Linked DNA regions of Mus musculus: region 1 is linked to region 2. The links are chromatin contacts, called in public Hi-C maps. All regions are on one chromosome and are shown on one strand. Each heading gives the region's core, a stretch centred on a gene start, on an enhancer-like site or on the middle of the called end of the contact. The rest is flanking DNA. Distances are from core to core; before and after follow the strand shown.

Region 1 (4,024 bases), core at 861-3,360, 95 kb before region 2:
CCCTGCTCCCTGGATCATGGCAATGCATTTTACAAGTTGAACACCCTGCCATAATGTGGCTTCAAGTGTCAATCAGTCCCCTGGGATGATAATTACAGGCATCAATAAAGTCTGGAATTTCTGTTTGATTTTGAGTCATAATTCTCATTGAAAGAGAGTAGTCTGGAATTTTCTGGAAGCCAAGATATTTCTTGTACGGGCTACTGGTACTAAGGCTATTTAGATATTTGTGATTTCAAAGGAAGTAAGAATATATTTCACAAGCATAGCATATATTATACTTTCACTTCCCCTCCTAACATGAAATATTCAGCAAATAGTGAGATACAATTTTCTGGAAAAGTGTTTGCCAGATGTTTTCTTGAGGGGCAATACTCCATCAGTCAACAGTATTGGTAGTGTTCTGATGGTTCTGCATGGGTTGGTTTGACATTATTCTCAAAATATGCCTAACAAAAGCTAAAAAGTAAATAATTTGTAAGTGCCAGCTCAAACACTATATTAAAACTTTCCTCTCTAATTAGGGACTATTTTAATTTGTTTTTTTATAGTACATTCATGTTTTTAAAATATAAGAACTTTAAAAGATGATAACAAGATAAAAATCCCAAATCAACAGAGACCTCTCTCTGATCTGAAACTACACTGCCACCCCATGTCTGTACTGTAGAAAATGTTTAAACAGATTATATAATTTATTTCCTAATCTAAATCTGTTATTATGGCCATTAAGTAGGAAGGAAAAAGTCCAATGCATAGATTTTTCCAAATTTATGATGCTGATAATCTCTGAAGTTAGAATTCGTATATGACCCAGCTGTACAGTGCCTATCCATGCTGAATACTGCAGAGCCTAAGTACGCAACAAAACTGAGACAACACAGGGCATTTATTTATTTTGTAGTTAGCTAGATTTCTAAAAATAAATAATACAGTCATGGGGTTTAAAATGGTAAGTTTTACTCCATCACCAAAGTAATATTGTCGTGGTTAGTATTGTCAGCTTAATAGAACTGAGGCTCATCTGGGAAGTGGACCTCTGAGCATGCCTGAGCAGTTACCTTGATTGCATGAATTGAGTAGGCAATACCCACCACTATGGGCAGCACCATTCCCTAGGCAGGGCATCCTAGACTATACAAGTAGAGAAAGTGAAGTGAAGTGATCAGCACACTTATATTTGTGGTCTGTTCCTGACTGTGAATGTGGTGTGCCCACCTTCAGCCTTCCCCTGCCTTGACTTCCTGCCATGTTAGACTATCACTTTGGATTGTAAGCTAAAATAAACCCTTTCTCTTTCATCTTGCTTTTTTCAGAGTAATTTTTGTAGCAACAAGAAAACAAATAACATAATATTTTTCCAAAATAAGATATACCATTATATTTTTTTAAATTTCTGCAAAAATTATGTATTTGTATACAGATATATTTTTGAAAGTTTTTTTTTACACAACTGAACATTTAAACACTGCTTTCAGTCTTTGTATATTTGTTAAGCAATATATTCTTGGACATAATTCCATATTAATGCAACAATCTAAATTTACCTCTATTTGGATATTTTCAATTTACTACTAGGAAAAACTGTCTTTTTCTCAGAAGTACCAAGACTTCCTTTCTCAAGTTATCAATATCATAAGAGGAAAAAAGCGTTCTCTTTCCCCCATAGTTTGGTGTAAAACTTTAATTTTACAGACAGAAGCAGTAAGACAAAGCAAGCCAGAAACCAACTAAAACACTGATAATTTTCAAATTAAAACTCTATTGGGGGTTAGAACTGTAATTTCCCATTTCCAATTGTTTTGTGAACATTATTCATCTCTAACCCTTCACAATAAATGCTTCAAATTGCAAAATTTTCAATTAATTAACGGAGTTGTACGTGATTAAAAACCTTCACTGCTATCTCTTCTACAGCAACTTTTTGTCATATTCAGCATAAAACAATAAGGAAATCTTCAATTCACATCATATTTCTTCTATTCAGTACGTGTCTATCTGTATACACATATAAAATTCCACATCCAATAATTTGAATAACCAGAGCCCTACGTGGTCAAATTTGGTTTCCTCTTCCTTTTTCTGATTCTTATTCATATTACTCATATGGCTGGAATGTTTGGATTGTGAACTTAAATCAGTTGGTTAAATTTATAATGTGACCTCTCATGACCGTCATCTCTCAAAAATGTTCTTGTTCTTGCCTAGCTCAGTTTTTATTCTCTGTTACTACCCCACAGTTTTTTCTCCTTGTCTATTTTAGAATCCCAGGAACCAAGAAAAGTTTAAAAAATTATTACCCGGAGCTCTTGACTCTAGCTGCATATGTATCAAAAGATGGTCTAGTCGGCCATCACTGAAAAGAGAGGCCCATTGGACTTGCAAACTTTATATGCCCCAGTACAGGGGAACGCCAGGGCCAAAAAGGGGGAGTGGGTGGGTAGGGGAGTGGGGGTGGGTGGGTATGGGGGACTTTTGGTATAGCATTGGAAATGTAAAGGAGCTAAATACCTAATAAAAAATGGAAAAAATATTTTTCATAAAAGGTATCCACAAAGACTGATAAGGCTTCTTACTCCTCATTCCCTAGAGGTTTCTACCAACTTATGAGCCAATATTTGCATTTTTAAGAAAAAATAGTATTATATGCTTTTCCCAACATGTTTAGGACATTGAATGAAGGTTCTATTTTCAGTCCAATGGTTACATAACATAGCTAGAATATGTTTAGGCTTTTCTTCAATAACATGTTAACCCTTCTATTATAAGATGAAGTTTTAAGTTCTAAAAACATCACCATCTTGTCCCCTTTTAGGCCAAAGACAAAATTATAAATACTATTCATTAGGCAATGATGGAGGGATAAAGAAATGAGGTAATTAATAGTGATGAAGAATCTTTAATGGCACCAAGGAAGAGTTAGGATTTGAAGTCAGAGGCCTGTGATTTGGACAAGACTTTACATCATGCCCTTCAGACTTTCGAAAAGACATTTAAATTTTCAGAGTAGTAGAACCTATCCCACCAGTTTTTTGTTTGGTTGTTTTATTGTTTTTGTTTTTTAGAACCACAAAAACCACCTGGAGTGATGTGCATATGTAATTCTGCCAACTCCAGAGACTGAGATGGGTGAATCACTTGAGACCAAGAGGTAGAGACTATCCTTGATAATACAATGTGATGCATCTAAACAATTAAATGGAATTGGTTAAAAACAATTACTTTAAAACTCACTTGTGTTAGTTTACTTACCCATTTGTGAGTTCATGAACATTTGAGGATTGTGGAGGAAAAATCTCAAGCACTAAGAGGCAGTAGCACCAGGGGCTTTAGTGAACAGTGCTCAACAGGTTGCACTGAAAGTGAAGCCCTTCTCAGCCATCATTCCAGACCACAACTGGTCAGAAAGAGAGAAAATTAACCCCATCCTTAAGTGGATAGATGAGGTTGTCCTCCAGCAAGAAAGGATAATTTTTGAGCCAGAATTGTACAGAATAGCAGGACATGAATTATTCTATAGCCTATTGTTTACCTGAGACATAGTTATAATGGTTAGTTTTGGTTGTCCACTTGACACAACAGATAATCACCTGAAAGTGTGTCTAGAGCAGTTTGTCTGTGGGAATTTGTCTTGATTACATACATCAACGTGGAAAATCCAGCCCAAAGGTGGACAGACAACACCATCTTCTAGGATTGAGTCCCAAACTGCATTTAAAAACGAGTAAGTGAGGTGAGTATATGCATGCATACTTTGTCTTACTGCTTTCTAGTCTTGGCTGTGGATGTGATGTAACCCATCCTTTGGCATTCCTGATGATGTAACTTCTCTGTATGTAATGAACAATAGCCTAGAGCTGTGAACTAAAATAAAGCTATCCTCTCCTATGTTGCTTTTCTCAAATATTTTCTCACAGCAACAGGAAATGAAACTATGGCATACATCTAGTAGACATTGTATACATTTTTAGGTAGAATAAAATGAAGGTAGTATTTAAATAGCTAAAGATATGTTAGCTTGGAC
Region 2 (4,141 bases), core at 1,301-3,800:
TGTATTTCTATCTAAATCTTTGAAATCTTGGCACACCCGGTTTAAATACTAGCAGCATCTGTGATGAACATTTGTTGGAAAAAATATCTGCCAACTGAGTCCTGTCAGAGATGGTTTTACACAACAAACTGCCATTGAGAAACATAACTGAAATGCAGATCACTCAACTGGCATTGCAGTTACATCTGCAGTTATTGCTATCTGACCATGGACAGCGAGGGCAGATTAAACTCAGTACTGAATCTAGAGAAGCAAGCTAATATCCTATAGGGATGCAGTACATAAGACACTTGAGTAGATTTGTAATTTGCTAGTACTATTGTATAAAGACTTGTGAAAGGGCAACAAGAACAACAAAACAGACCACTAACAAAGACTATAATTTGAGACAACACAGTAAGCGCAACTTAATGCTGGGTCTAGATTCTGTGTAAGCGCTGCCCTCCAGGGCAGGAGGACTGGGAAAGAAAACGGCAAAGGAAAATGAAGGGGCAGAGTGTGTTGCCTAAGGAACACTGAAGCCCTTCAAATATTATTAAAGTTAAAGGTTTTGAATTGAGTACGATGCTACTGTTTTCGTACTGTATTCCATTCTCTTATGCACAACTGAGCCTGCGCGTGCTGGAAGTGAGCTGACCTTTCTCCATAACCTTAGCTTGTCCTGACTGAATTTTAGTTGGGGTTATCATCCTCATTATCATCGTAACCGATGCACACAGTTTCAGAAGGGATTTGTAGCAAATAAACACAAGGCAGCGATGGCAATACTAGCTGGGGTGCAGTAACTCACAAGTGTGGACACGGTGCTGTAGGACCCTCTTACCCAAACCAAAAGCCATTTTTGAAATGACCATAATATTCATCTTTACTTCCAATGGGTTAATTTACTAATGATGCCCAAATAGTCAATTTAAAGTTTCCCTCGGTTTTTCACACAAGACAAAATTTAAGCTAATATGTTGATCAACTCCCAATTTCCCCTAGAAAGATGTTTACACAGCAGAATGGTGTGGTTCTGAGAAATGTGTCACTGTGATTACATTATCTTTTAAATTAAAATTTTGATTATCTGTGTGAATATAAAAATACTTATATAAAATAAGTAAATTAAAGGTATAGCTAAGGAGAAAAACATAAATAGAAGAGAGAAAATGTTATAGTCAGGAATCTAATTGGAATGTCTTTGTGATAATTTTTGCTTATTTAAGTTGATAGTAAGAACTATAAAGATAATTTGACATACTCTAAAAATAATAAATATTGTTTTACTACTTAAAAATTTGCAGTCAATAAATTGTTAAAACTGAGATTCAATTATGTAATAGTTTCCTTATTTTTACTATTTATAAATATTTCAACATAAATTTTAAAAACTATAAATATTTATACTTATATTGATTATAATAAAAGCAACAGGTGAAAGATTTCTCTGCCTCGCTGGTCCAAACATCTACATCACCATCTAACAGTTTCCTGGCCTTTTCTTTATTTCTAGTAGTAGTGTAATGTGAGCCAACATATTAGTTGTCTTAAACTAGTTTAGCTCTTTAAAAAACTGTCTGATGGCACTGGCTGAGAGAAATATGATAGGTAGAGAGAAGTGATATGCTTCCAAGGAAGTTAAAATCATTATGGAAAACTGAAGATGGAGAACATGGAAGTCTGTGGAGCCATGAGTTGTTGGGGCCGAGGGCCATTCCTTCCCATCGCCTTGCCATTGGAAGATTCTTAAGGCACAGACTACATATGAGCTTATGAGCTTGGTCCAGGATGCTTGTATTCAAGGTCTTGCAAACATGTAATGGCTAAGGTGAATCATGGGGACTGAATGAAAATAGGAGAACATCTTCAAACCTGGGCTACACAGGGTAAGAGACAGAGGGGGAAAGATACTAGAGGATAGCCTCAAAATTCTCTCAGGAATGGTCTTTACTTCCTTCAGGTCCAGTGAAGTTAGAACTTGCCTTTATTTATATTTAAGGCAAAAATAAAATCAAATAAAATCAGTGTCACTGAAAGTCTTATTTCTGGCATATCAAAGGGGTTAAATTAATTTCTATGACATAAACGGGCTGTAGATTATAGCTGGTCTGTTTATGATCAGCTTAATTCTGAAGATTAAAGATAAAACAAGAAACTGTGTAGCTAAAACTGAAAAATCAATTAAATGAGCAAAAAACCCCACTGAACTTAATAAAGCAGTTATACTTAATATATTTTAAATAAGATAAAGGGCATAAAAAAAGGTGTGGAGTTTGGGGATTTGTAAGGGCTGTATTCTGAAATTCCTTTTAATGCAGTTATATGACAGGCTCATAGCTATTGAGAAACAAGCCCAGTTCCCTTAAAGTTCTGCTAAAAGTTTCCAGAGCCATGTAACTTATGACAAATCGCTACACTTCACTAGGCCCCATATTTCTCACTGGGAGCATGGACAGTCAAGCCAAACTTTGGGTTTGAGGAAAAAAAGGAGAGAAGACATCTAAGAGGTATTTGGCAGGCAATTACTGAGTCATTACTCAGCCAATGGTGACTCTTTGGAATGGAATGTGGAAAACAAAGAGGAGCACTGTGGGGCAGGAAACACTGCCCCTACCTGCCCCTACCTGTTGGCAGGTCTAGTGTAAATACCAGCATCCTGCAGGGCATGTAATCATGTGTGCTAAGTGAGTCAAAGGCAAGACAAAGACAAGGAGAAGAGAAGGAAGGAGGGAAGGAGAGGCCAGGGAGCTGAAGACAGAATGATGGACAGACACATGGGGTGGGGGTGGGAGGATAGAATCATGAATGGTGGACCAGATGATCAGATGCTATGGAAGTCTAAGTCTTTTCTTACATTAAATATGTGGGGGTTTTGTTTGTTTGTTTGTTTGTTTGGGTTTTGTTCTTTTCTTTTAGGTAGATGGTTAGCTAGAATCCTTGACTCATTGTCAAGAATCTAGTTCCTATATATGTAGTCACCTGTTCTATGGAGCTAGCACACTGTGCTTCCCTGTAATTTCAATGAAACAGACCCACACATCTACAGTTACTGTTGAAGCAACACACCTCATAGCCCTAAAAATCCAAGCTGTGAAAAATACAGTGTATTTTCTAAATTATACTGTAATTAATAGAATATTTCACCTGTATTAATTCTATAGTATATGCATATAAAATAAGCTAGATTTTGGGAAATGAGCTTATTCTGTCCAAGACACTACACATGTGATTATATTTGAATCTATGGTAAGGCTGACTTCCTTTAGTTCTAGAGGGAGTTTAAAAAGATAAAATCGCCAATATTTTCAAGCCAAAGAATTTGTAAATAAATACACAAATGTCTCAAAAACCTGGACAAAAATCACTAGACATAGCAATTTGTGCTGTGTTTGTCTGTGCAACCCTAGGAAGCAACCACTCAAGGATTCCTATCCACAAACACAACAAGATGGCCAGGGAGCTGCATGAGGCCTTGGGTACCCCTATCAGGCAGTCTGAACAAGGTATCCAAGAGCACACCTCTCATTTCATCATGGAATATTTTAATGAAATGTTTCAGCTAGCTGATGTACATGATGCACCTGATTCTATGTGGAAATGGCCAGTTTTCAGAAATGAACTATACAAAAAGTTTTGTTTCCTAGTAACATCTAATATGAGCATGATGTATTAATTTTCTAAGTCTAAAATAAACTGTCTCATTCTCTAATATCACAAAAATGTGATACTCTAAATACTGTCACCATAGCTCAATGTGCTAGATTTGTGATGCACATACCTAGCCATTCACTTACTAATTTGTTAATAAATTATTTTATCAAATATATATATTTCAAGTGTTCTCAAAGTAAAATTGTATAAGAAAGAAAAAGAGATTAGTGTGTCTTGGTAATTAATTTCAAAGCATAATGTAAAAAAGATGTATGAAATAAATTAAGAATATTCAAATAGTAAATTTCTAACCAACTAAGTGAGCTACTAGTATCTTATCCTTAGATCTCTGTGCGTAGGAGTATATCTATGTGACCAAACTGAAAAGGAACTGAAATCACAGCTGCATGACTCAGCACTAAACAGGAATGCCAATGGATGACTAAGCAGTAAATTTAACACCAAGGGAACTTAGGGCTACTTCAACTTCAGCATAGGAACAAGAATA

The links. Hi-C and Micro-C count contacts between places; a contact is called where the count stands out from the background.
Region 1: a Hi-C map of the C2C12 cell line shows a contact between it and region 2, with 2.8 times the contacts expected there. The contact joins two enhancer-like sites. A contact is called at or near these places in 35 of 484 Hi-C or Micro-C datasets (the 3T3-L1 cell line, the 4T1 cell line, the Ba/F3 cell line and 18 more), 2 of 115 datasets of contacts at active chromatin or transcription factors (bone marrow-derived dendritic cells and liver) and 2 of 9 other capture datasets (adipose tissue and pancreatic islet).

Annotation. Positions count from the first base shown.
Region 1 is chr3:60,711,192-60,715,215 of GRCm38.p6, reverse strand. No RefSeq gene overlaps it. Among named protein-coding and RNA genes, the nearest start is that of Gm38326, 75 kb to the left of the region's middle. Within about 2 kb of position 2,110, at least 15 of the 459 cell types and tissues checked have an H3K27ac peak or open chromatin away from gene starts, as enhancers often do. A contact at or near this core is called in the 4T1 cell line, the C2C12 cell line, embryonic fibroblasts and 2 more, where this site is marked.
Region 2 is chr3:60,616,235-60,620,375 of GRCm38.p6, reverse strand. The region is part of intron 6 of Mbnl1 (muscleblind like splicing factor 1); the gene reads right to left. Among named protein-coding and RNA genes, the nearest start is that of Mbnl1, 120 kb to the right of the region's middle. Within about 2 kb of position 2,550, at least 68 of the 459 cell types and tissues checked have an H3K27ac peak or open chromatin away from gene starts, as enhancers often do. A contact at or near this core is called in the 4T1 cell line, the C2C12 cell line, embryonic fibroblasts and 2 more, where this site is marked.